2 separate regions of the Mus musculus genome follow, and region 1 is linked to region 2. A link is a contact called in public Hi-C data. All regions are on one chromosome and are shown on one strand. Each heading gives the region's core, a stretch centred on a gene start, on an enhancer-like site or on the middle of the called end of the contact. The rest is flanking DNA. Distances are from core to core; before and after follow the strand shown.

Region 1 (7,282 bases), core at 2,265-4,764, 4.3 Mb before region 2:
CTTTCTACACATATGTATGAGCTTTTATGGCTTTTGCCTTTTTAAGCTACCCCTGGGATGGGCCCCAACATAAAAGGAGGACACCAATATAAGAAGACACTTGGAATAAAATCCATTTTTTATATGGGTCAAAAGTTTTAAGTTCCTGAGACCTCTGTGGGAATTGACATTGTACTTGGCAGAACAAGGCATGTAGGTGAGGAACTGACATCCTGGTTGGCAAGTTAAGACATCACTACTAGCCAAGTCAAGGCATCCCACCACAGTTGAATAACCTAACAAATAGGAACAAGATAAGTATACAAAAAAGACATTTTCCTAAGGAAGTACCCAAACTCTAAATTCTGATTGGTGGAATAACTTGGCACAGATGTTTGTGAGTTGCATGCTTTAAATTTCTGTAATGTTCTGAGCAGGGGTCACAGTCAGTTCTCAAGTGTGGTCTGTAGCCCTAATCAATCAGTTCTGGGATGATTGCTCAATCTCTGTCTTATTGAGATCAGTGTTCATGTGGTTTTGGGGGCAACTTCTGGGCCCCAACGAATAGGTTTCTAGAATCTAGAATTATTTCTTTCATAAGTGGCATACTTTTGTGCATTTATTATAGTCTTTATGTATATTGCTAAGCATCATTATTCTTGCACACCCATAATCAAGGTTATGGTGACCTCTTGAAGAGAATACATGTGTCTTACCTTCCATTTAGGTTCCTGGGTATGGTGGCTTAAATATGCTTGCCCAGGGATTGGCACTATTAGGAGGTATGGCCTTGTTGGAGAAGGTGTGGCCTTGTTGGAGGAAGTGTATCACTGTGGGGGTGGGCTTTGAAGCTCCACCCTAGTTCAGAAGAGACAGTCTGCTCCTGGCTTCCTTTGGATGAAAGTGAAGAACTCTTAGCTCCTCTAAGCTGCCATGCTTCTGCCATGATGATAATGGACTGAACTCTGAACCTGTAAGATAACCCCAATTAAATATCCTTTATAAGATTTGCCATGGTCATGGTGTCTCTTCACAGCAATGGAAACCCTAACTAAGGCATGGGGTGTTCTGATTATTTTAGGAGACTGAAACCAGTCAGGAGAAGTAGATTAATGGGCTGATTTTAGAGTATCATCAGCACAAGGTTGGGTTTGCTCCTTAGACCACCATGACTTTGGTGATAGGGGGTTTTAATTATGTGTGGTCTCTTTTGCCTTACTCTTTATTTAACCCTTGAATTACTTCCAAGATCGTTGCTTCAGAATGGGCCTATATGAATGAAGCATTAGTGAGTCTCAGCAGAACTGAGGTTTTTGAAAGATGTGATAGTCAGTCTTGCTGACTTGATAAGATTTAGAGTCACCATGAAAATGAACCTCTAGGCATGTCTGTGAAGGCTGTCTTAGATTAGATTATTTGAGCGTGAAGGCCCACTGTGAATATGGAAAATTCCATTCCCTGGTTTGACTTGCAAACTACATAAAAAAGGAGAAAGGAACTGAGTGGCTGCACTTATCTCTCTCTGCATCCTGACTGTGCATGCTTCCAGCTCCGGCCTGATTGCTTCCACCATACTGGACTGCAAGACAAGTATTCCTTCCTTGAACTACATTTCTCAGGTATTTTGTTGAAGCAATGAGACAAATAACTAAAATAGATACATATGGTATATATGATTTTAGCCACCTTCAAGGCTGCTAGAAAAATTACAGGACAGCCAGGTGAGGTGGTGTGTGTTTATAATCCCAGCAACTGGGGAGGCCAAGTCAGTAATCCTGAAAGTTTGAGCCAGCCTGGGTTAACAATGAACTCTGGTAATATGATCTTTGTAAATATTTTTAAAGATTTTCAAAAGTCACCAATCGTTTTTTTCCTATACTTAATAGATCATTTGGTCACAGAATAAAATGGCATTTTGAGTTAGCATGTTCCTTATCTTTATTACCATAACATCCTATTCTGGTTTAGATTTCACTAATTCTCACAATTTTTTGTAATAATAGACTCAAAATCCCTTCAAGTACATAGGATTAAAAAAAAGTTCAAGGTATGCCTGATCTTTTATCTCTGATAGTTGAGCATTGTTCTTCCAGCTACAACTGAACCCAGGCAATCATAAGACATTGTGGGTTTTCTGGTTACAATACTTAAGCCAGTAGTACTGCCAGGCCATATTTCAAAGGTCCAGTTGTTTTCCCATCGTGGTGCCTTTATGTTCTCCCAGTTGCTGGATGGGATGGTCGCTTGAAGTCCCAGTTTCCCAGTGTTCTGTTGAGCCCCCACTAAGCCTAAGCAGCAGCATTCTCCCTAGCCCCTGTAGGGAAGCCCAGTCTTACCAGGTCCAACAAGGACCACTTAATGTGATAAAAGGGGTTACCCAGAAAGGATGCTGAGAAAATAATCAATGTCTGAATCTGGCAATAGCCTTCTATATAGGAGGCAGAGGGAAATACATTAACCTTTCTAGTTTGCCTTGTTAGCTGACAATAACACAGAAACGGATGTCTCCTTGCCTTGTATAATTCCTCTGCTTTTACCTGTACAACTATGTTTTTCCTTGGTATATGTAGCCTTATGTCACCATTTCAAACTAAAAGCTACACTCCACAGATTTTACAACCACGATGGTATTCTTTTACATATGTTGCTTTGCCTTGTACAAACATGTCAATAACTTCACATTTAAGGAACATACTTATGCCCCTCTCATTTGCTTCAGAATTCATAACTCTAGTTTTGCAAAATAGTTTAATGTTTTTCTATAAGTTTGGTTACTTGTGGCATCACTCTTACTCTCACACAAGGTAGACTTTTATTGTTTTGCCTTTCTTGGGGCAAGGGGATCTAATTCAAGGGCATCATTACCTGTGATATGAGCTTCACAGGTACTTATGTTTTTAGAACTTCACAGGCATTTTGAATACAAATTGGATATAAATATATATATATAATTTTGAATGATTTCTTGTACATCTGCTGTGCTGTAGGAAATTTTCTTTTTTGAACAAGTAAGTAACTTGAAAAGGATGCGAACTTTTTCTTCTTGTATGGACGCCGCCCTCGGTCGTGGCGCCACCTCTCGGACACTGCAGGGCCCGCGGCTTCGATTGGTGACACCAAGCATCTGAGACCGGAAGGACAGACTTCTCTGGCGAGAATGTTTTTCGCCTTTCGTGGGTGACGACCACCGGGTCAAAGGCGCGGGGTCCTAGCGAGGCGATGCGTGGAACCTCACCGGTGGGAGGCTTCTTCTCAAGTACCAGCTTAAACCTATGAAAAACGTCCATGGCATGCTAGTAGGCGAAGCTCCACTGAGTCGACTCCTCCTCCCCTTCGAAGGCGGCTCCTTCCGAGTGGGCGGGGTCACGGCGGACACGCCAGGCCCCGCCCAGGCTACTGTGAAGGGCCGGGCTAAGAGGCACCAGAGGGAGCTGAGGGCGTGGCCCGCTCGGGGAAGCCGGTTCGGTGGGTGGGGTTACGGCTGGAAAGCTCTCAATTGACTGGCTCGTCTTCCCGGAACTTCCTGTGTCCTGAGCTTGTGGATGGCGTCACTGTGAACCTGAGCAGCCGCGTGAACTTTGGTGAGAAGCTAATGGGGTTTTTCGGAGCGCTGGGGTGAAATGTTTGGGGCTCAGGCAGGGCGTGGTGGGAATGCTGGCTGCGGCGGCTCCGAGGGCTCTGTTCTGCCAACTTCTAGTCCTCTATCGATTCCTCGTGGGCGATCGAACTCCCGGGGTGCCCAGGCCCGAAACCTTGCGGCCACCCCTTAGCAGGGTATTTTAACAGTGTCTTCATCACAACTTTAAAATAGCACTTTTCCAAAATCTAGGTTTTAGTTAGGCTGCAGATCTTCTCGAATCTTTCTGTGTTTCCATCTTAGTAAGCATCGCTCGTCATTTGAGTCTGCAACACTATCCTTTGTTTGCTTAATGTTGATGTTAATATTTGTGCATGTAAAGTATCTGGTTGTGTATATATACGTACCCATTCTTTATTACTTCAGACTTAGTAAATAATTAGTAAGTAATAGATGAGAGGGTAGATGGGATGGAGGAGGTTAGATAACAGGTTGAATGACTTTTTACTTATTTTTACTCCTGTACGCATGCATTTTCTACTGTAATATTTTTGAGCAGAAGTACTGTTAGGGTTCAAGAGTGTGTTATGTGTGTATGTATGTTATGTATGTATGTAAATACATATGTATATATGTATTTGCACAATACATTCATTATATGTTGTATATATGGGAACATATATGCACATTGTGCATCCATATTGTTTGATTAAAAAACAAAAACATGCCAGGCACATTCACTGTATATGCATATTCCCTGTGTATGTATATTGAGGCTGTATTGGTGGAAGTTTTAGCCAAGATAGAAAGTTAGAGCAAAATGGAAAGGGAAGATATGACAGATTTTAGGCCAGAGCCAGTAGTACCAAGGATGAATAGACCAAGACATATTGCCCAGTGTATGTCAGGGCAACCATTGATGACTTTAATTTCTGGGCAGTTTATCATTTCATACTTTATAAAAATTACCACTGGGTGCAGTTGACTTGTGCAAAACTTTGGGAAACTTTCAGTAAAGAGAAAGATAAACAAAACAGTCTTTGTGGGCCAGAGTTGCAGCAGAAAAGCAGCCAAAAGCATATAGTGCAAGTGAAGATAATGAACTTCAGTAAATACCTACCACAGGTGCCTGGCATGAGTTTGCTTATGATCAAACAAAAGCAGGAAATGTAGCAGGAATGTAGAAATGTTCATGAGAAAAGCAGTATATCATAGTGACCGCTAGTCTAACTTGTATGGCTTTAAACCTTTGCATCACTTTTTAAATCTGTAAGATGGGGATAATGGTATTTACCACAAAGGGTCGGTTGTGTGTGTTGACAATACCAAGTTTAACCAAGAGCCCTTAACTAGGTGTCTCAGACCTGGTGCTAGGGATGCAGCAAGGACTGAGATGTGTGTGCCTCCTACCTCAAAACCTGGCAAATGTCTGGGAATGAAAAACAGGATTTATGTAACAACTTTTAAAATAATCAGAACTAAGATACCTTAAAATTTTACATTGATTTGTGGTTCAAAATATAAGCAGTTTAACTGAACCCTACTCTCTTTTCTAGACAATGGCCAAGAACAAATTAAAAGGGCAGAAGTCCAGGAATGTATTTCATATAGCTAGCCACAAAACTTTCAAGGCTAAAAACAAGGCAAAACCAGTTACTACTAATCTTAAGAAGGTGAGTATTTAAGTATTCTGGCATTGATTATAAGCAAAATGTAAACTAACAGTGGGATTTTGTTTTTTAAACCAGAAGTTCATAGCCTTCTTACTAGACAAGACTTTTTAAAAATATTAAGGTAAATACTGTTCCTTTTAAAATACAAATTTAAGAGGATTGCACATATACGAGGTGCTACACAATAGGCTACTAGGCTGTATGAGATTATAGAAATCACTGTTTAGACAGTATGAAGGATAGTTCTTACTAGTTCACTTGGCATATATTCAAGATTCCACTTGCAGAGGTATACTATGTAAGCCAGCAGCTTGGTAGCTAGTAGACTGGAATTTAAAAGTCTATAAAATGAAAAATTTGGCTGAAGTACAATTTTTTATTCTTCAAAATAGGTGCTTGAGCGATGGCCTAGCGTTAAGAACATTTATTGCCTTGGCAGAGGACCATGTCTCCCAACTGACTGTAACTCCAGTTTTAGGGATCTGATATCCTTGCCTGGCCTCTGTGGCACCCTTTATGCACATGGTGGATATAAACTTATGCAGATGCACATACAGAAAAAAATTATGTCTTTCTACTTCAAAATACATGAGAAAAAATTTTCAAGGCCAGCCTGGTCTACAGAGTGAGTTCCAGTACAGCCAGGGCTACACAGAGAAACCCTGTCTCCAAAAAAAAAAAAAAAAAAAAAAAAAAAAAACATGATTAAGTAGATCATACTTTAGCTTTCTAGGATGTAACAGTTATAACAACAGTCCACCACCACCCCACCCTGAAAATACCTGTAAAACCAAAAGGTTCGAAGTTTTTGTTTCTCTCAAGAACTGGGATATAGTTTCTAAAGGAGAACCTATATGGTTTCTTAACTATAGAGGAAGTAAAACTGGATGGGATGATAAGTCTGGAGTTTTCCACAGGCTTGTCTTTGTAGTTTGAAGGACCTGAATGAAGATGAGTTAATTCTACAGAGCTGGGGAATCCTGGGAGCAGTATCTTTTACCAAGAACATTCATCACTCCAAACCAGGAAAGAGTGTAGTCTATTTAAGGAAGATTGCTTTGTTGAACTATGATATACTAGAACTTTTACATAAGCTGAGAGGATCAGAAAAGGGTCTAAGTAGGTAGCCTAGAGTTCATATCTTTTCATATCTCCAGAAAGTAGTTTAGATTTGATGTTCGTGATAGACTAGAATTTGTGACAATGAATTTAATGAAGCCAGCCAGCAGCCAGCCAGTTGTAACTTTAGTTAGCTTAACATCTGGACTCAGGTCAACTGTGCTTAGCCAGGTTACCAAGCAGATTTTGTCGAGGGAGAAAAGAAATGGCTGTAATGAAGTGGTTGAGTCACAGTTTGGACTCCATGCTAGTGATGGGAAGTTTTTGAGTGGAACAGGTGAACTGTAAGCTGAAGGTGTCTTACAGGAGCAGGGGGTAGAGGTTGATTGTGAAGGGTCTAACAGCTCAGGACCTTCAGAGGAACAGGCATTAGACTAGGTTTGTTGAACTCATTCAGCAATGACTCCATACATACAGTGTCAGAGTCCGTGTTTTCAATGTTTTACAAAGCAGCAAATACATGTGGTGTTTCTGGGTGACAGTAGTCAGGGAGAAGTACTGGTTAGCTCATGAAGATGGTGGGACAAAGGAGCCAAAGGCTTTTAAGGAGAAACTGACAGTAGTGTTTAATGCACCATTTCTTTTCCATGCTTAGATTCAAGAGGGCTACTAGAACATCCTTCTAGAGAAAGTGATCCAGAAAAGGGCTCAAGAGTTTTCTATTTGAAGGGACTAAAAGCCTTTGTTCCAGGTTCCTTATCTTTAAGTGAGAGTTAAACACCATAGCTAGAACTGAGCAAATAAAGTTAATCTGTTTATATCTTTAAAATCTTAAGTGTGAAGTAAATCTACATGATTGCTATTAAAAACCTAAACTTCTGACTAAATTTCCTAGAACTATAGTTTTAGTGTGAATTACCAGTTTTATTATTATTACTATAGGATTTATATATTTTATACACTTTAAAAAAAATGTGTGTCTATGCCACATGTA
Region 2 (7,545 bases), core at 236-2,735:
GGGGATAGGAGTAGCTAAACTTTAGTCTTGGGCTGCTATGAGATCTCCAAGAGCTGAAAAAGAAATGTTCTGATTGGATTGGTGGGATATATATTTGCCATCTATTTAGAACATTCAGTCACGGTAACATTCTAGAAAATCTACTGTTGCTTGACTGTACCAACATTAGTAAAACGTAAGTTGCTGAGCCTTAGATTCAAGAAATCGCAAGGGCTGGGAGTTAGCTCTCTGAAAAAACTGTTTGCTGCCCAAGCCTGTGGTGTCTGTTCGAATATCCAGAATGCACTGAAAAAGTATGGTGTGTGGCAATTGTATTCACTTTACTCTTCAGGAGAGCATTTGAGTACCCTTAAGTCACATGGGAGACTATTCAGGTCTGCAGCTGATTGTCACTCATCCACTCTGATTGTGTCCAGTGTCTTGTCAGTAGAAAGACATCCCTTCCTACCCCACCTACAAGGCAAGGCCTCCCCTTAGTTCTAATGAAGAGGCTCGTCAGACATCAAACAGCTCCCTTCATCCTATGACCTAGGAGCTTGCCTCTGCAGTGTGCTCTCCTAACCGAGGAGCGATGTACACTTTAGTTGCATGTATTTTTTTTTTTCCTTACTAGAATTTTAACAAATAATTAAAAGAAGCCTTTAAATTAAAAACAAAAGCCTAATGCTTTCATGGTGAGGGCATTTACTTCAAACTAAAACATCAAGACAATATAGTAATCAGTGTCCCGGTACCTCTCTTGATTGCTATAACATTTTTTTTTTTTGCTAGCATTCTTTTTTTTTTAATTAGGTATTTTCTTCAATTACATTTCCAATGCTATCCCAAAAGTCCCCCATGCCCTCCCCCCACTCTCCTACCCACCCACTCCCACTTCTTGGCCCTGGCGTTCCCCTGTACTGGGGCATATAAAGTTTGCAAGACCAAGGGGCCTCTCTTCCCAATGATGACCGACTAGGCCATCTTCTGCTACATATACATGAGCTCTGGGGGTACTGGTTAGTTCATATTGTTGTTCTACCTATAGGGTTGCAGACTCCTTTAGCTCCTTCTTGCCAGGTCTTTGTTGGCTCCTGGGAATACAGTTACTTAAGAAATCAAGAAATCTTCGTGAGGGAGTTCTCAATTTTGGAGACTCAATGTAGAGAACAGCGAGTGCAGTTTCCAAAAGAGGAGCTAGGTTTTTCTCAAATTTGAGCCCGAGAACCTCAGCTACAAGAATTGAGTTCTACTAAGTCTCTTCTCTTTCTGGAGAGTGCTGGAACCTCCAGGAAGCGCGCAAGTGTCTTCAAGGCCCCGCCTCTCCTGTGGGCCCCGCCCCGCATGCTCGCCTCGCCCCATCGCGGAGTCCCGCCCCACCCCACCGGGGGTCCCGCCCCCGAAAGCCCCGCCTTGCCCCACTACAGGCCCCACCCACCTCACAGGACGCCCCGCCCTCGGTCCTGCCCGCTCCGGACTGACGTTCCCAGCGCTGCCCCGCCCCCTGCCCTTGCGGCGGTGGAAAGATGGCGGAGTTGGACATTGGGCAGCACTGCCAGGTGCAGCACTGCCGGCAGCGAGGTGACGCTGGAAGCCCCATTTTCATCCGCGGGAGACCTGGGCCGGGTTCTGACGGCCGGGGCGGTGGCGGCGGGTGAGGGAGGACGCGGGGCGTGAGCGACCTTCCAGGGTGATACTGGTGGTGTCTTTGTTACTGTTCCTCGGTGTAGGGGCGAACTTTGTGGCTCCCTTGGTTTGCACGCAGATCCCGAATGCACACCTTGCAGACTCCTCGGGGTATCCAGATGGCCTTGCTCAAGAAGCCCTGGTCGGCGAAGCGACTTAGATCAGGACTCCAGTTCCCCTCGGTCCTTACCATTGCCACCGTGGAGCATCCACTTTCCCAGGCTTTTTCTTGATTGATTTTTTATTTTTTTGTCTGACAAATGCGTTGAAGAGCATCAGTTTTCAGCAGTGTGTTCGCAGGTTTTTAGACGTCTTGGTGTTTCTAATATTAACTTAAGCTATTAGTTGCAGATCAGTAAACCACATTTTAGGAAGGTTTAATAAATACTATGGTAATGGTAGACCTTGTCATAAACATAGGCCCTGGTGGTATGCGTCAAAGTTCAGGGTGTTTAGACTCCTATAGCCGGCAAGTCCTTAAAGCGTCAGGCTCACAGTCTGTTAGATCGCACTCCAAATGTGAGCAGAGGGTTTCCTCATGCTGCAGCTTCTGTTAGTTCCTAACAAGGTCTTGAATGCAGCTCTTGGGTTTGGCCTGGATTCCTGCAGTAGGTGATGCCTGCACTAAGCAAAGGCAAGACAGGACGTGTTGTTGTATATGTCCTTTACCATTCACTCAGCAGATCAATTTTGTTTTTGTTTTTTGGTTTTTTTTCCCCATGTAGTCCTTTCCTAGGGAAGCTTGGCTATTTGAATTTGACTGTTAAGTTATATACATCTTGTCAGGTTGATTTACTAGTATGTCTAAATATATCTACCATCTGTGATATAGCTCATCCTTTCCAGTTTCACATATCTGTAGTGTTATTAAGATGAGGCCTATCTCTTGGACTAGCAGAAAGGGGGTGCAGTTAAGTAGGGATATGTGATGCTAAGAAATTATTTTAATCATAACTCTTCCTCCTGGGCTACCTTGAATGGCATATAATACTTGCTTGAACCCTCTAAGTCTCAAAATAGCAAACACAACCAATTTTTCCCATTGAAAGTGACATAATGGGCCAGTGACAAAGTCTGTAATCCAAACCTCGGCGTGTGTCTCAGACAGGAGCATGGCTGTAGGCAGGACCCTCATTCAGAGGCACTAGCCAGGAGTAAGACAGACCCTGCCTCAAAATCACAGTGGGAAGAGAGAACTGATTCCCGAAAAGTTATCCTCCACCCTCCATTTGTGTCAAACAAGAAAACACAACACACACACACAATAATAAGAAAAATAAATCTAAAAAAGTATAAAAATTCTGCAGATTATGTGTTTGAGTTTACATATTGACACATATCTCTAATTTCTTGGCATGAAATTGAAGCTCACAGTATTATGATTCGTTTAATAACAATAGTGATAGCTCACTAGGCGCTTCTCATTCTAGGAAAACATTCGGGCCCTTAGTCTGCAAGCATGATTACCTAGGGGGACCCTCTTGGCATTTTGGATTAAGATACCCTACAAGGTATCTTTTCTGGACTATTAAAGTTCTCTGTAAAGGACTGAGCAGTACTGTCTGGTTGCCATTGTGAAAGCAGTGTGACTGGGTTTGTGTAGCTTATGTGGCCACTTGCTGGGATTCATATATGAGATAGATTGAAGTCAGTTAGAAAGTGACTGAGCCAGGTATGGGGGCTCATACTGTATTTCCAGCACTCTAGAGTCTGAAAAAGGGGGAATGAGGAGTTTAGAGGCCAGCCTTGGCCATATGAGACCTGTGTCAAACAGAAAATAAACACAAAAAAGTGATTGTTTTTAATAATTAGTTTCTATAACTGAGGATTGATACTTGTGTGAACTTTACAAAGTATATGTATATAGACAGCATTAGTATGAATTAACTAATAAGGAATTATAGATATAAGTGAGATTGATACATACACATATATCTATGTGAGAGAGAGAAACATATATACAGCATATACTACATGTATATCTGCGGCTTTATTATTAAGTAAACTACTTACTATTGCTAGATTGATGTTAAATGGTGTCAGAATTAAAACCCAGAATTTTGACACCAAATGCATACATTCTGCAGCACACTGTTCTAAAAAAAAAAAAAAAATACCTAGTAAATCTTGGAAACAAAACAATGGAGAAAAATACCACCATTGTTTTTTTGTTTTGTTTTGTTTTAACAAAGTTACTAAGTAACATCTACCTCCCATTGATTGAGCCACTTTCCTAGAGTTGGAGATTTGGTACTTTTTGGTTAATAATGATTACATAGTAATGATATACTGGGTCATTGGAAAGAAATTTTTTCTTAGAGTTGGCAGCAGATTTTTTTGCTTAAGAAAACTAAATCAAGCCAGGCAGTGGTGGTGCACGCCTTTGATCCCAGCACTTGGGAGGCAGAGGCAGGCAGATCTCGGAGTTCCAGGCCAGCCTGGTCTACAGAGTAAGTTCCAGGACAGACAGGATTACTCAGAAAAACTATGTCTCGAAAAACCAAAACAACAAACAAACAAACAAACAAAACTACATCAAAATCAGACACTAACCAGGACCTACTATATTTTCCTCTAATTTTAGATTTTCTTCCATTTGTGTGTGATGGTTGTTCAGGAATATTTTGGTAAGTTACATTTGTATGTAGGATATGAAAAGAATTTTGGTGGTTGTCAATATGGAGTTAATTGTGACAAATATGATGTAAACCATAATTCAGTCAGTCTTTTCCACAAGTGACTACAACGCTGAATAGGAACTGTCAGTGGCTAAAGTTACAACACTCTTCTACATCATAATTCCAGCACTCTAGAGTCTGAAAAAGGGGGAATGGATTTGGAAAGTCATGCCTTGACTTTCATCCCTTCATTTACTGATTCAGTTCATAAACAATCTAGCAATAGTAAGTAGTTTACTTAATAATAAAGCCGCAGATATACATGTAGTATATGCTGTATATATGTTTCTCTCTCACACATAGATATATGTGTATGTATCAATCTCACTTATATCTATAATTCCTTATTAGTTAATTCATACTAATGCTGTCTATATACATATACTTTGTAAAGTTCACACAAGTATCAATCCTCAGTTATAGAAACTAATTATTAAAAACAATCACTTTTTTGTGTTTATTTTCTGTTTGACACAGGTCTCATATGGCCAAGGCTGGCCTCTAAACTCCTCATTCCCCCTTTTTCAGACTCTAGAGTGCTGGAATTATGATGTAGAAGAGTGTTGTAACTTTAGCCACTGACAGTTCCTATTCAGCGTTGTAGTCACTTGTGGAAAAGACTGACTGACTAGTCACAGTTTCTAATTGGCTACGCGTGTATGTCCTTAAGCATTAAGTTACCAGAAATGTATTCATGAATGTGCACTGTAAGATTATGTATCGTAATTACAGTGAGAGAATAATACCCATACTTTAAAGAAGTAGCTTTGAAAACTCTAGCCATAATTATTCTGTGTATTTTTGTGAACATACGTAAAGTGTCCAACCTATAATGTTCTCAAAATGGATAGTGCATGGTATTGGAACACAGACCTTGCAAATATGCCCTGGGTTCCACCCAAGGATTTGGAAAGTCATGCCTTGACTTTGCATCCCTTCATTTACTGATTCAGTTCAGAAGAAACTGTGAGACCCCTTGTTTGCATGCAGTTAAAGCACTCCAATTAAACATAGCTAGAATGGTGCATTGTTTATATTCAATTGCAGGTGAACACTTACGGTGAAAACATTTGAGACTGTACACGCCCCTTCGTTCTGTGGCTTCTGCTTGTTCTTACCTGAAAGTCACTACTGTAGTGTGCAGAATGCACCATAAGGATGTGAGAAGTTAAAACAGCCCGAGTTACTTCAGTTATCATTAAATGTATTAGCTGATTGCATTTAAATGATTTTTTTTTTTTGTAATTATTTAAGCCTTGAACACAGAAGCAAGGACTCTCATGGTTGTTCTGAGGTGCGTTTATTTTCTCTTATTACATAATTTATATATCTGTACTCATGTACTTTGTTTTAGAATTTGATTAGATTCACGGCTACTTGGTACACTAGATGTGACGTTCAGAATCTTTTGCTTCATTTTGTTTTTTGAAGAAAATTTGCTGTCGTTGGTGTTTAGGTGTTTATTCTCATAGCTTCCGGTCCTAGCCCTCCTCTCCACGCTGAGCTGAGTGTTCATATCCCGCTTGGCCTCCATGCTGAGGTCCCATCCGGGCAGGGCTCGTTTTCCCTGGGGTCTGGGGATAGGAGTCTGTGGCAGTGAAGTGTTCAGACCCTTCAGCCTTGGACCACCACTTGATAATAAAATATTCCATATAATATATTATATGTTCCATATAATATATATATATATATATATATATATATATATATATATATATATAATAGTTTATGATTTTGAAGACTGCTTCATGATGCATGTGATTTTTAAGGGTTTCGTCTCCTAAATAGTTCTTTATTTCCAAAAACTGGCCTAAAAAGTAGGTACAGCTCCCCATTTGAGGGTTGATGAGTTAAGTATCTGGACATATTCCTTTTAGGGCACCTCTGTGTACCGCTGATACAAACCAGAGAGTAAAATGCTAGGCAATAAACTGGGCGCAGTGCAGTGGTCCGCCCTTGTCATCCCAGCTCTCAAGAGGCAGAATAGAAATCCTGCAAATTCAAAGCCCCTGGGGTGTTACAAAGTAAGGACACGGAGAGCGAGAGGAAGGGACGGGAGGGAAGAGAGGGTATGGTCATTCTACTTTAACTTAAGACATAATTAGAACACATTAGAAAAGTCAATTTGAACTAGAACAATATGGTTGCTGCCTTCTATTGCTGGCTTTTGTGCTGTTTTAAATGGGAACCATAGTGCCATTTCTCCGTCTTGTGGTTTTAGGTGAATGTAGTCAAGGAGAGACCAAAGACAGATGAACACAAATCTTACTCATGCTCTTTCAAGGGCTGCACTGACGTAGAGCTTGTGGCAGTGATCTGTCCTTACTGTGAGAAGAACTTTTGCCTGAGGTAATCGCTGAACCATGCAAGCTTTGTGTACCGCTTAGCTGTATATAATTCATGAGCCAGAGCCAGCTCTCTGATCCTTGCAGACACCGTCATCAGTCGGATCATGACTGTGAAAAGCTGGAAGTCGCAAAGCCTCGAATGGCTGCCACACAGAAACTTGTCAGAGACATTGTCGGTGAGTCCCACAGGCTTCCATGGCTGCTTTCATTCCTAGAGCACATCTGCCACTCGCCAACTCCTGCCCCCTACATCTCATTCCCGTTTATGGAGGCTTTGCTCACTGCCCCAGTGTAAGAACTTGCATTCTGTTTTAAAATGTTACTATTGATTTACCTGTAGATTCTGAGGATGGTGTTTATGCCTGCGTGTATGTCTGTGCACCACTTGCATGCCTGATGCCCTAGGACAGCAGTTACATACAGCTATGAGCCATGTTAGTGCTAGGAGTTTTGAACCCAGGTCCTCTGGAAAGGCCTCTTAACAGCTGAGCCACCTCTGCAGTCCCAAGAACTTGCATTTTGATGAGTCCTTGTTAAAGTATTTTGTACAAAGCCTTTTGACCACTGAAGATCAGGAAATAGTAATAAGGTTCTCCTGGGGTAGTCTCATTTGTTGAGCAGCAGAGATGTGTTGATTGAGTGTTAACAGTTGTGGTAGGTATGTTGATGAGGCTGGCATGGTGGACTGCTTTGTTTACACAATATGTTCTACTAAGCTGTTTTGTAAATGCTACTAACCACACAAGGTAGTTCCAGGACAGAGCCCAGTTTCGATTTAGCTTAGCTTCTTTGGCAATGTATTACTTTAGTAGACCTTTTTATTCCATGTTAAAGGTGGTGCCCTTGTTCAAACC

Evidence for each region. Hi-C and Micro-C count contacts between places; a contact is called where the count stands out from the background.
Region 1: a contact with region 2 is called in a Hi-C map of muscle stem cells, with 5 times the contacts expected there. The contact joins the promoter of Rbis here to the promoter of Zfand1 in region 2. A contact is called at or near these places in 2 of 39 promoter capture datasets (cranial neural crest and pre-B cells) and 3 of 484 Hi-C or Micro-C datasets (CD4 T cells, double positive thymocytes and muscle stem cells).

Annotation. Positions count from the first base shown.
Region 1 is chr3:14,607,488-14,614,769 of GRCm38.p6, reverse strand. Rbis (ribosomal biogenesis factor) reads left to right here and starts at 3,514. Exons shown (of 4, transcript NM_001099674.1): 1 at 3,514-3,560; 2 at 5,113-5,229. The coding sequence starts at 5,116.
Region 2 is chr3:10,345,257-10,352,801 of GRCm38.p6, reverse strand. It overlaps Zfand1 (zinc finger, AN1-type domain 1), which reads left to right and starts at 1,485. Exons shown (of 8, transcript NM_025512.3): 1 at 1,485-1,560; 2 at 4,250-4,292; 3 at 5,598-5,637; 4 at 6,565-6,692; 5 at 6,776-6,867. The coding sequence starts at 1,506.